Linked DNA regions of Mus musculus: region 1 is linked to region 2. A link is a contact called in public Hi-C data. All regions are on one chromosome and are shown on one strand. The core of a region is the stretch at or near the end of the contact, and the rest is flanking DNA. Distances in the headings are between cores, read along the strand shown. Region 1 holds the start of Fam13a (family with sequence similarity 13, member A). Region 2 overlaps Herc3 (hect domain and RLD 3).

Region 1 (6,318 bases), core at 1,478-3,977, 140 kb after region 2:
ATTGGAAAGAGGACCAAGGTGCGTTAAATCATTCTCACTCTTTAACTTGGTGTGCATTCTCATCTCAGTTATAAATCGGGGGTATTAAAATATCTTCTACGCCTTCGGAAGGGATGCAAAGGAAGGCTAAAAAGTCACCTATGAAAATTATAACTTAGGTAGACATTATTACAGTACAAGTGTACCCTCTAATAACATCAGACACGTAGATGAGGTTGAATAAAACACAGGGTGAAACATATCCATCGAGGTGCATCTGTTATTACTCTAATCTTGCTGTGTATTACAGAATTTACCGCATGGCATTGCAATTGCCTGGTGATGTTTCTGCGTCCTCACTAGTGTGGGACAGCAGAACTTGTGTCTTAATTTCCTTACTGGCAGGGCAGTAGTGTTTGATCAAGGAGAAAACATTAAACAATGTTGTAAGTTTTGTTTGAACAGGCAAAACTGAAAAGAATACCTCCCATAAGGCCATAATATTAAATATGCTATGTGCCAATGTTAGGCAGCATAGTGTCAGATTACTACATGGACCAGCTGTCAATAGATTTCTACAAGCTATAATCATTAACTAGAATTCACACCAGTATTTTCAATGCACTATTCACCATGAATTGCTTTACTTCTTGTTTAAAGCTAATATTTTACCTATTTATTTCAATTCAGTTTCAAGCACTCTGGCACTGAAACCTTGCACGAGTCTATAAACTCTCTCCTTTGGGAGCTTGAGGATGGGATCCTCAGCAATGGGGATCATTTCTATAACAAACATGGAGAACAACAGCCAAAGACATTGGCCTGAGATCTGAAGAGAGACACCCTGCAAGATCATGAGCGATTCGGCATAAACACTTAGACTCACAAGGGACCTCTGTGCAGAAAGCCTCATCATACACACCTGGCCGTTGTCTTCAAGAAGTGTATAATCAAAAGCAGAAATAAACTGCAAGTGAAGATTGCCAGGGGATCAATCATCCCTGCCATGGGGCTTGGAAGTAAGGGGACATTGAGTGCACAGTGAGCTGGTGAGGAGTGACCAGAGAGACAAAAGTCATGACTCAGCATTCTGCAATGCACACTGAGATTTCTAGTTTCACTATAGCGACCAACAATGTAAAATAGTTTTCAGGAACTCACATGGTCATTTTTGCTCTACATAGCAGGCATTCTATTTTTGTGTAGCTACAACAGGGCTTAGTAATGGCCAATACTTTTTATCTAAAACATGACCTGCTTAGAGATCTTGAGGACCGACATCATTGGAAGGACAAAAGTTCCCAACCTAACAATTAGATATTAAAACTCCAAAAAGTGTACATTAGTTTTGTTCTCTTAGAAATTTCAAGCATGGGGACTTTTCCACCAAATCAATGTAGAATTATAGATTACTCTACACAGCACTTTCTTCTACATTAAGTATCAATTCTCTGATAAGGTACTCTGAACACCACATCAAGTTCCTATTACAGTGGACATGTCAGGACAGCAAAAGAAAAACAACCACACTGGCTCTCACCACAGCCAGCCTGAAGGAATCTCTTTACCAAAAATGATACACTTTTAAAATCATATTTCTGTTGCTAAAGCACAAACAAAATATACATGGGATTGTTTCTTTTCAGTAAATTCATTTCATCTAAGTATTTTCAATAAATTGCCATTACTGTCTGATTTTTGACAATACCATTTTCCATAGAAAACTGTAAATGAAACATATATATGAAGTCAAATGTCACTATCACTAAGTAATTGCAATTCAGATGTAACCATATGATTAGCACAAGTCAGTTTTTAAACTATGAACTGTGACCTTGGGCGGCTCAGACTTTCTGTGGGGACAGGACTCAGTGATTTCTGTAGTGGCTTTAACACACAGCACTCAGCACTCGGGTCTACTTCACCAGCAGTGTGCTTCCTAACAGCCAGGGCTATGTACAGTTAGTTACCTTTATTTATTTCTATAGGACTCAGAGAGACACCCCACCCCCTGCCCCCATCACAGTCCTCAAAAGCAAAGCCAGAACCCTGTGCTCTATCACTCTTACACAGCATTTTTTTTTTCCTTTTTGGTTTTTGTTTTTGTTTTGTTATTTTTTTCCAAGCGTCATTTGGGTAACCAATCTACCTAGAATTATTCAAGGAAAAACATTGTTCTCAACCTTTATTCCGATAACTACAATATACTTGAAGAAAGTCCTTGCCTAGAGAGCAGAGAATCAGATCCATCTATGAGCTCTAACAGCCTGGAGACCCAGGAAGCCCATTCAGTTTGCTTTGCTTCGGTTTGCAGAGGTATTGTCTTAAATACACTTCCCTTAAAAGAAGGTATAGCTGAACCCAATAATCATGAGCAACTACACAAAAGTGTCAGTGAAAGAGAAGTGCGCTATTTAAATGTTTCTATCTGGTCTGAGGAAAGAGCACTGTGCAGAACAGACTGCAAGGTTTGCAGCCTGTTACTAATGATGCCGAGAGCACTGGCCAAGTACGCTGCCCAGAAAATACCAAACAGCATAAGAAGCAGAGAACACTACCTTCGCAGCGGCATGATTTCACAAGCCATCCTCGTGTGCGAATCTGCACGGGATCCCCGAGTGCCTTCCAGTCAAGCCCTGTGTGCAGGACCCGCGGAACACACAACCTGCTGCAGCTGACACTGCCTCTCCACCTCCAGCTGCAGGCAAGGATATTTATCGGCTGCCTCCACATTTACACTGCAGTCCACTTTGACCTTTTGTTCCAGCGAAGCAGCTGAAACCCAGAGCCAATCAGAGGCGGAGCAGTGGAGTGTGAAAGGCTGCTCCTCCTCCTGATCCTCCTCCCGCTTCTCCCGCTCCTCCTTCTGTCCCCACCCCACTTTGCTCTGCTCGCTGCTTAGTGGGCTTGGCAAGCCCCAGCAACCTGAAACTTTCCTCTGAGAGGTTCCAGACAAGTCTGTCAGTCTGTGAAGAGCAACCAATAACTGCAGAGGAGCCCAATCCTGCATGGCTCAAAGTGCAAGAAAAGCCAGCAAGGAAATGCAGTGTCAAGGACAGACAGCGTCCCTTAAGGTCCCGTTTCTTTGAGGCCCAAGTTGGACTGCACCTTGTTTTTTTCTAAAATAAATAAACAAATAAAAACTACCCAAACAGTAGCCAGAGAAAGCTTTTCCAGATTGTTCTAGGCTTTTCCTGACGAAATACCTGAACCCTTGCCCTACCCACAGTTTCTTCCCCAGATACTTATTTACACTAGGTTGTGAGCAGTTCCTGGTGACATCACTCAAGGGGAAGAGGACAAGGTGCCCTAACTGGATTCAGGTCTTCAGGAGATCAAAACATCTACTGGTGTGGCCCTTCTGTTTGTTGTTTTTACATTCTACCCAAAATGTCAACTGCACTTGGAAGAGATTTGTTTCTTATTATATATTCTTATATTTTACAAAACCAATTTTTCCAATAAGATTTTCTAAGTGCTTGTAAATGATCTTTTATTATTTTGTATCTCACATATGTGTGTGTGTGTGTGTGTGTGTGTGTGTGTGTGTTTGCCTGCATCTGCATGGCATGTGTGACTGTTGCCTAAGGGGGCCAGAAGAGGGCATTGAATCCTCTGGAACTAGAGTTACAGATGGCTAAGTGGCCATGCTGGGAACCAAACCTGGGTCCTCCAGAAGAGCAGCCAGTTCTCCAGCCCCTGTAATTTCTTCAGGGCCACTCACTATTTCTAGGGAAGTAATTGTAGTTCACAGGCTTCATACAATGCAAGAAACACATCTTGTACAATTTATTTCATATTATGCAAATTTAATAAGTTCTAACACAGCCTACTTTCGCATTAACCTGATACAAGCTAGAGTTACATAGAAGGAAAGAATCTCAATTGAGAATAGCTTTTAAGACCTTTTTCTTAATTAGTAACTGGACGGGGAGGGCCATTGTGGATGGTGCCACCCTGGGCTGGTGGTCCTGTGTTCTATAACAAATCGAGGTAAGCATGTCACGATGAGCAGGCCAGTAAGCAGCATTGGTCCACAGGTTCTGCATCAGCTCCTGCTTCTAGGTTCCTGCCCTCTTGGAGTTCCTGTCCTGGCTTTTTTAAATCATGAATTTAATGTGCAAGTGTGAGCCAAATAGTGTGTGAGGGCGCGCATGAGCGTGCGCGCGCACACACACACACACACACACACACACACACACACATTTGCTTTCTGGTCATGATGTTTTCATTGCAGTAATAGAAACCCTAACTAAGACATATTGCAAATTAAAATTACCTGTGCTTATAGAAAACATTTACATTTTAGTAAGAGTTTTGATAGTTTATTAAAATAACCTTGGCATGAAGGAATACCTTCTGCAAATAAAAGGCAGAGACACCCACACACAAACACACACACATACAGAGAGAGAGAGTCAAAAATCCTTACGTGTTCACCTTGTAACTATGAACTTTGATCTTAGATTAGAGAGGACATACATTTCCCCCATTTTAACTAGGATAGATTAGTGTAAAGCCTATGACTAGAAAAGCCATTTTCTTTTCCTCTAGTCATACCTTGAAATCTATTAAGGGTTTCTGGTGGGACTAATAAAAAGCATGCCTGATTCTTTTCATTCTCAAAGGCTTAGAGGACTAATCATTTTGCTGCTGTTGTTGTTGTTATTTTATAGTTTCATTGTCAAGAAAAGTGACCTACCCTAGCTGTGTTTTGGTTTTGAATGCATGTATGTAGGTAAACAGAAGCACCAGATGCCCAGCAAAACATTCTTAAAGCTACATCTACAGCCACCCCTAGACATCAGCTAAGGAATCCCAGTCAGAACTATAACACTAGAGTCACTGGTTGAAGATTTCTAGGCAGAACACCCTCTCTGTTCTCTCCACAGATGAGCATCTCATTAGCTGCCTTTACTATTCACATCTCTATGTCACGACATAAGTAACAGCATCCCGTGTTGGAAATAATTTACCCTAAGGACACAATGACTTGACCCTTGAGCTGTGTTGTTTTCTTCTTTTCCTTGTCACAGAGTCAGGGGCCAGTGTGACCCAGGCAGGGGTTTGGGAAGACATTGAGATAAACATGCTTGAATCTGAAATGGGAGCTCCAAGTCCTTTCTTCTAGGCAAGCTTCTCAGTGAGTTTAACCAGCACAGGATACTGTGCCAATGTGGCATACATACAAAAGGCATTTTCTGCTCTGTGAAACTGAACTTACTTGTTATATTGGACAGAAAATTTGCTGCTGGATCTTACCACAATTTGGTTGGAGCAAATGTACCTGTACTCCTTATCAACCTGCATAGAAGTTGTCCAAATGAATCATATCTGCTGGGTCACTCTTTGGGAACAGGAATTGACAAGCCTCAGAAGGTGATGACTTCAGCTGTTGTTTTCTTTTTAATGCATCTCTCCTACTGTAACTGAGAGGCAAAAGCAACAGCAAGAGTACCCATGTAACAGTGCCATGGGGCTAAAACGAGACCAGATAAGTATAAAGCAATGCAATTTTGGGGTATGGGAATGGAGAACATTCTATATCAGAGGAAAATGAACCTAGACATGCCAGGCAAAGAAAGCAAGCACTAAAGCACAGCAGAGCCTACATTGCCATTATCCATTCTCCTATGTCTCCAGGCAGGCCAATCCAGCAATAGCTGAATTCCCACTAACAGTAGACTGTCTAGAACCTGGCAATTTATCCCTTGAATTTCTGTTGGGTTCTGTGCTTTACTGATATTCTACCCTAGACCACCAAATGAAGTGAAAATTTCTGGTTTCTTTGGATAAGCAGTTATGTCATGCGATGTCTTCCTGGAAGCTGTCTTTTGAGTATGGTTTGCTGAGGCAGACACTTGAGAGGACGCACAGTGTTTGAGTATAAGTAGAACCTGACAGACAGTGCATTGGTTCACCTTTCAATGTTTCTCAGGTCTTCATTGATGATGCTCTTGTATTGGTACTCTTTGCAATGCTTTGCTGGTCTTTGCTGATCTTTACTTGTTGTGACTTTGTAGAGAATGACACACCAAAGAACTGCTCAAGGCATTTTGGCTGATTTTTGCTGCTTTTGTGGACTTCTGTGCCAATTTTGTGGCAGTTCGAGATTTCTTCTGGATAAAGTCACTGTTACTGATTTGTGTTTGGTGTTTGGTGGTTGAACTGGACTGTCACTATTGACTCATGTTTGAAATTGTCCCAAAGAGCTACTTCTAGATCGGTCCACAAGCCCCTTTGCCCTACTAACCATCTCTCTCCCCTATCTTTTGTTGGTAGGCTAGAAGGGAAGTTGAAACATTTAAGAATCTTAAATAAAATAGGCTTAGAAAAATC
Region 2 (5,820 bases), core at 793-3,292:
CCTGCTGGCTAGCCCCAGCATGGAGCCACCCTGGTAGCATCTAGTGCTGCTTGTCCTGCTGGGAGATGAAAGGCACAGGCATCAGTGCTGCCCACATCTGACAAGCCTAACCCTGTCAGCTGGCACGGAGGACAGGATGGTGTGCAGCAGGCAGCCTGGAGCTCCCTTGGAAACATGCCACTACTGAATAGGGCTGCTGCCCTTGACCTCTCGGCCAGCCAGCCATCAACGCTGAGCCACTGTGACTGGAGAACCAGGTAGAGTGGTGCTGCCTGCAGCCTGTAAGCTCAACAGGAGACCTGACAGCTGGTCCCCAGCATGAAGCTGCTGCAACTGCAGCTTACACTGTTTGCCCTGTTGGAAGACAGATAGTGCAGAGCTGTGGTGCCCACATGCTACAAGTACAAAGGGCAAGCCTGGCGAGCCTGGGGCAGTCTACATCAAGGCCTTGGAGGTGTGAGGCAGCCAGGAGCTCTTGCAGAACCTAGCCACAACGTCACCCTTACTCTGGGCGACAGCAGGACATCCGAGACTCTTGGTAATGGTCCAATATTTATGGTGCTTCAGGAACCTTAAACCAGACCTCATTGTGATGAATATTAGCATGTAGATCTGTACACCATGTGACACTGTACAGTTTCCAGGGCTACTACCATCAACAGTTATACGAGGGAGAGGTAGGAAAGACTGAGGAGCGGAGAAGCAGTGACATAGAGCTAGGGACTGGGCGGTGATGTCAGGCGTGAGAGAAGGCTGCTGTGGACAGGGGTTGCAGAGTAGAGTTGACAGGGTGATGGGAAGCAGCCTGGAGTCTGCTCTTCTACAGGGACCCGGGGCGCCCAGGGAGCCCTGCTTATATGCACCCCAGCACAGGAGAAGGCTCCGTGGCCACGTGGGATTGGTCAGTCTGCAGGCACCCAATTTGCATGCACTCACAAGGGAGGGGTTGGCGCCAAATTCGAATTGACACCTGCGCAGTGGTGGTGTTTATGACAACGGCAACCGGAAACCGGCGCCATCTTGGAGTTGGCTTCCCACACTGGAGCTTGTGCAGACTCAGCCCCAAACATACTACTCAGCCACATGATTGCCCTGGTTCTGAGAAGCAACAGAATGCCGGAGATGAAAATCAGTTCTTTTCATGAGTGGACTGCCTCAAAGAGCTCTATCGCCCATGCTTCCCCTGGAGCCCATTTCCTTAGTCTGCTACCACAGGCCCTGTTGAGGCCTGAGGTTCATGTGGATTGTTCGTGACTGGGCTGCCACTAGAGGCCGGGTAGATGTCTATAGTCTGTTAGACTACAGGAAGCCATGTTGGTGTCCATGGTCTCCAGATTGGCACTAGAGGCTATGTCGATGTGAGTGGCCTGTGCAACCACCTGAGGCCATTCTGAAGTCCCTAGTTCATGTGGTTGCCAGAAACTTTGTAAAAGTCCATGATCTGTGTTCCTGCTGACTGTAAAAGGCAAGGAAGCTACTATTTCCGTGGTATCACTGACTACAGACTCACAGTTGAGAAAGCTTCTGTGACGCCTCCTCCCCGTGAAAACCACAGCAGCCTAGATAGAAAGCCATCAAAGAGAACTGTTAAAACATTGTGATAAGGATGCTGAAGTGTAGTTCTCCATAATGGCTTCTGGCAGGAGTGTGGTTAGGGAAGGACTCAGTTTTCTTTAAGGTGCCGGCTACTGTAATGTGACCATACTCCACTGAGTATATAGACAACATACATTGGACTTGGTTTTTATATTATTTTTTCTTCTTTTGTAGAAGGAGGTCACAACAGTGGGGAGGAGGCAGACCTGGGAGGATCAGGGTTCACGATGTGAAATTCCCAAATAAACAAGAAAAAAAATACTATATTGAAAAAATAAAAAAGGAAAGGAAGAAGATGAGATGGAAGAGGGAAAGCCAGTAGTGGTTTATCTTATTTGTTAATAATGTGCCACAGTCTTTATTTGAAAACTGAAAGGCGTACAGAGTGAATATCTTTGTAGGCTCTGTAGAGGGCAGTGCGAGTGAGACATTCAGTGGTTTGCACAAGCCTTCAGAGACAGAAATCTGAGAAATCTTGACATCTTACTGGTGCATCAGAGGAGATGCACACATGGGGAGTATTTGTCTTTAGATGTCAATACTGGGCACATGCAAGGAAGAGAAGGTGGAGCCAGAACAGAGGTAGCTCTATTTTAGTATCAGGGTTTATATGTCTATGTACAGAGCCTCCTGGTCAGCATATCTAGGAAGTATTGATTTCATATTTAAGAAAGGATGTTTCTGATTCTTCAGCTCTGAACTTTACTTATCTATGGTTCCTGTTTCATATAGTTTGAAAAATGAATTTATGCCATAGGTACAACTCTGTTGCAGGCAGAGACCTTGAAGTTCATTGTTACCATAGAACCTTAAGTTTGTGAGACCCATTTCTGGGAAATGGATAACCCAGGATAAGCAGCCTTATAAGATGTGATCAATTCAATACTTACATTCAAAATATTTTGATATATTAGTATGAAAGTAAACTACACTGACCTGCATTATGTGTGCACTGACCTGCATTATATGTTCTAGACTTGGTCCCATGGACTGGAATTGTCTCTGGTGTTTCTCAGTGTAGAGAAATGTTCTAAAATCCCTCAAGGAATATAGCTCTAAAGTATCAATAGGATGAACTGTAATTATTATTGCTATTGTACGACTTCATTTAAATATGCATAAACACAAAAGGAAGTATAGTTCTTATTCATATAATATACATAAACCAAACTAAATAAGAAAACATTATGGTCAGCCAAATGCTGAGTTTCAACAGCTCAGAGTGGTGAGCTAGTGTGTCCCTGGAAGCGAATGTTCCAGCATTCTAGAGAAGGACTTTCAGCCACCAGGCGCAGGCTTCATTCTCCCACAGGCCTTCTAGAATGATTCAGCGCTTTTTCTCCCTCTGCTGTTAGATCTTATTCACGGAGCAAGCTAGTATTAGTATCCTTAGTAACTGCAGCATCTACCAAGCAACAATTTCTTTTTCTTTTCTCAGTGTTCTCACACAGTTGAATGTTTATAACCCGCCCACGCAGTCATTAACAGATAAGTGTAAATTGTGTGATTACACACAGGTAAGAAGAGATCTTTCAGAATGTTTTTATTTTGTTCAGAGAATCATTTTGAGAACACAGAACATTCTAGGAGACATTAAAGCAACAGCAGCGTAGCCCACTCAGGTCTCTTAGCATGAATTTTGCTCATTGTTTTCTTTTCAAGATGATCTTAATTGCTCATTTTTGTGTTTCTGTTAAAGATATTTACTACATAATGTCATGAGCACAGCGTGCTAGAAACATAGATGGATATGTTTGTGTCTTACTGCAGTATCAGTTTATTAAAAAACAGTGAATTCACATTTACTAGTTATTTTCCACATTGCTGTGACTATAAGCCTGAAAAAAAAAAAGCAATTTAAAGAGGTTCAGAGGGATGCAGTCGCTCATGGGGGATGAGGCATAGCAACGGGAGCAGCCGAATTCATGGTATCTTTCAGGAGTTTAGTCACTCAGATAGCTCTCTTTCTCTCCCTCCTCTCTCCCCTATCCCATCCCATCCCTTCCCTCCCCTCCCCTACCCCTGCCCTCCCCTCTCCTCCCCTCCACCCCTACCTTCTCTGAGTAAGAGGATCATAAGCATGCATCACCATGCTCAGTCTATATAGTGCTGGGAATCAAACTGAAGGTTTTATATGTGTAAGGCATGCACTCCACTAACTGTTCTACCCCCTTAATCTGGCATTCTCTTTATTCTGGCCAGGAACCCAGCCCATAGGATGATGTTTCACACTTCCCTGGTGATTAATTTCCCCTTTTAACACCCTTACCAATATATCCAAAATGCTTTTCAGAAGATTATAAATTGACCATATGAGCTAGCTATCACAATAGCTGGCCATTAGAAAATTACAAGCTCTTTTGTGCTAGTCTTAATTATTAGTCTTACCTGTGAAACCCTAGGTTATATTTCACACAGTATACACACAGGTTACACCTTGTCTACAGAAGAGTTCAAGAAGCCGGAGTTCAGAGGCCATGTGAAAAGCAGCTGCTCCCAGGGCTGCTGAGTCCAGAGGGACTGCTATTGGAGGCCAGCAGAACTGAGCCATAGGATCAAAATTGAGAGATAGCATCGAGTTTATCTGCAGGGCTATAGATTCATCAATGTGAGATACAGGATTTGGTTCAGATAGATGTACTAGTACATAGACAAATGGATAGAGGGTTGGATGGACAGGTAACAAGTCAAATGGACCATGTTGGCTGAGCTGAAGCCCCAGGGACACCTGGTGTCTGCTGCCTGTCAGTCAGTCCCTTGAAATGTTCACAGGCTGCTCAGTGACTGGACCCTTTTACTACCTTATAGTTAAATATCCTTCTTTCTGTGGGGTCCAGGCAAGTATGGTGCCCTTTAGTTGGTTTGTGGTGTCTCTTGGGCCTGGTTTTCTACATATGGGTTTAATTCCACCATGTGCTTGTGTTCATAGTCTGTATTGATAAGTGCCATCTACTTACAGTCTACACCCCATGGTCAGTGCTGGACAGGTATGGCATGGTTTTGCAGACATGTTGCATTGTCACTGTTGTCCTGCCTGTGTTTACAACACTCAGCGTGGAGCCAGCTGGTGTTGTGTAATAGGGCATAACCTGAAAGCCACTGTTGCTCACCATTTGGAGGAATTTAATGAAGTATACTGCCTGATATAAACAAATAACATTTTGGGGGGGTGGGAGGGAGTTCTCCTCACTTTCCTGAAATAAAACTGTACTGTATTTGTTACAAACATTTCATTGTGGATGAACTTGTTTTCTATGACTCTTCTCAAATTTAGAATCATTCCCAATTTGTAGAGAAGCTTTTAAGGGCAAAATACTTCAGTCTAATGCATTTATTATTGTTTGGTTCCTCTAAGCATGTATGCAGGAGACCGATAAAGTGTTACTTGCATTCCAGATTCAGCAGCCCTAATCTAGAATCCAAGTGTTATCTTCACAATTGCTCTGTAGCCCAGGCTGGCCCTCAGCTGGCAGTTCTCCCACCTCAGCCTCACAGCTGCTAGGTCATAGGCATGTGCCACGCAGCCTAGTGGAATTAGATTTCCTATAAAGAGAACTCAATCCTGTGAAGTATGAAAATGGCCCTTAAAAGTCTTTTACTTCTTTAAGAAATTGTTTTTGCTATTTTTTTCTGTCTTTACCCATCAAAGCATGTTTTCTTTCCTCATTAAAACATTGTCATCTATTGAAATGTATTAAGAATAACCAGATAATGTAAAAAGATTTGCTATGTATATTTTATATTTGGGGAGGGGTAAAATTACGCTTTTTATAATTCAAGTAATAATTGTCTTTTCTGTTCTTTACACAGAAGGCTAGACCCTCTATCATGCAGGTAAATAATGCCTTTTGCCTGTATGTATGTATGTATTTCCAGTGTTCTTTCTCTTTAGATACTGTAATAACACTAACGATGTGTTTTCTTGTAGGATGCTGTAACCCTTTGTTCCTATCCTTTCATCTTTGATGCCCAAGCTAAGACCAAGATGCTGCAGACTGATGCCGAGTTACAGATGCAGGTGGCTTGTTCAGAATTGCCCTCTCCTTTTACCATTCTTTTCATTGTCCACCTTCCAGAGTGAAGTTTTATTATGACATTAAAGAGTCATATTTTTTAATAATGCCGTTATTTTATTTTTTGAGAAATGCTCAAATTGTAGTCTAGGCTTCTTTTGGAAAAATTCTGTTTAGAAATGGATCATATTGTCACACACACACATAATTT

Evidence for each region. A called contact is a pair of places that touch in the nucleus more often than the background predicts.
Region 1: a Hi-C map of olfactory sensory neurons shows a contact between it and region 2, with 1.8 times the contacts expected there. The contact joins the promoter of Fam13a here to the enhancer-like site in region 2. A contact is called at or near these places in 3 of 39 promoter capture datasets (the C10 cell line, cranial neural crest and neural stem cells), 3 of 484 Hi-C or Micro-C datasets (the C10 cell line, nephron progenitors and olfactory sensory neurons), 2 of 115 datasets of contacts at active chromatin or transcription factors (the NIH/3T3 cell line and embryonic stem cells) and 3 of 9 other capture datasets (adipose tissue, liver and pancreatic islet).

The regions. Positions count from the first base shown.
Region 1 is chr6:59,021,775-59,028,092 of GRCm38.p6, forward strand. It overlaps Fam13a (family with sequence similarity 13, member A), which reads right to left and starts at 2,728. Exons shown (of 18, transcript NM_153574.2): 1 at 2,538-2,728. The coding sequence starts at 2,566. Gm52905 (a long non-coding RNA gene) reads left to right here. Exons shown (of 2, transcript XR_003956447.1): 1 at 1-18; 2 at 670-3,136.
Region 2 is chr6:58,879,544-58,885,363 of GRCm38.p6, forward strand. Herc3 (hect domain and RLD 3) reads left to right here. Exons shown (of 26, transcript NM_001361966.1): 17 at 5,407-5,430; 18 at 5,525-5,614. Among named protein-coding and RNA genes, the nearest start is that of Nap1l5, 25 kb to the right of the region's middle. Within about 2 kb of position 2,043, at least 48 of the 459 cell types and tissues checked have an H3K27ac peak or open chromatin away from gene starts, as enhancers often do. A contact at or near this core is called in the NIH/3T3 cell line, adipose tissue and olfactory sensory neurons, where this site is marked.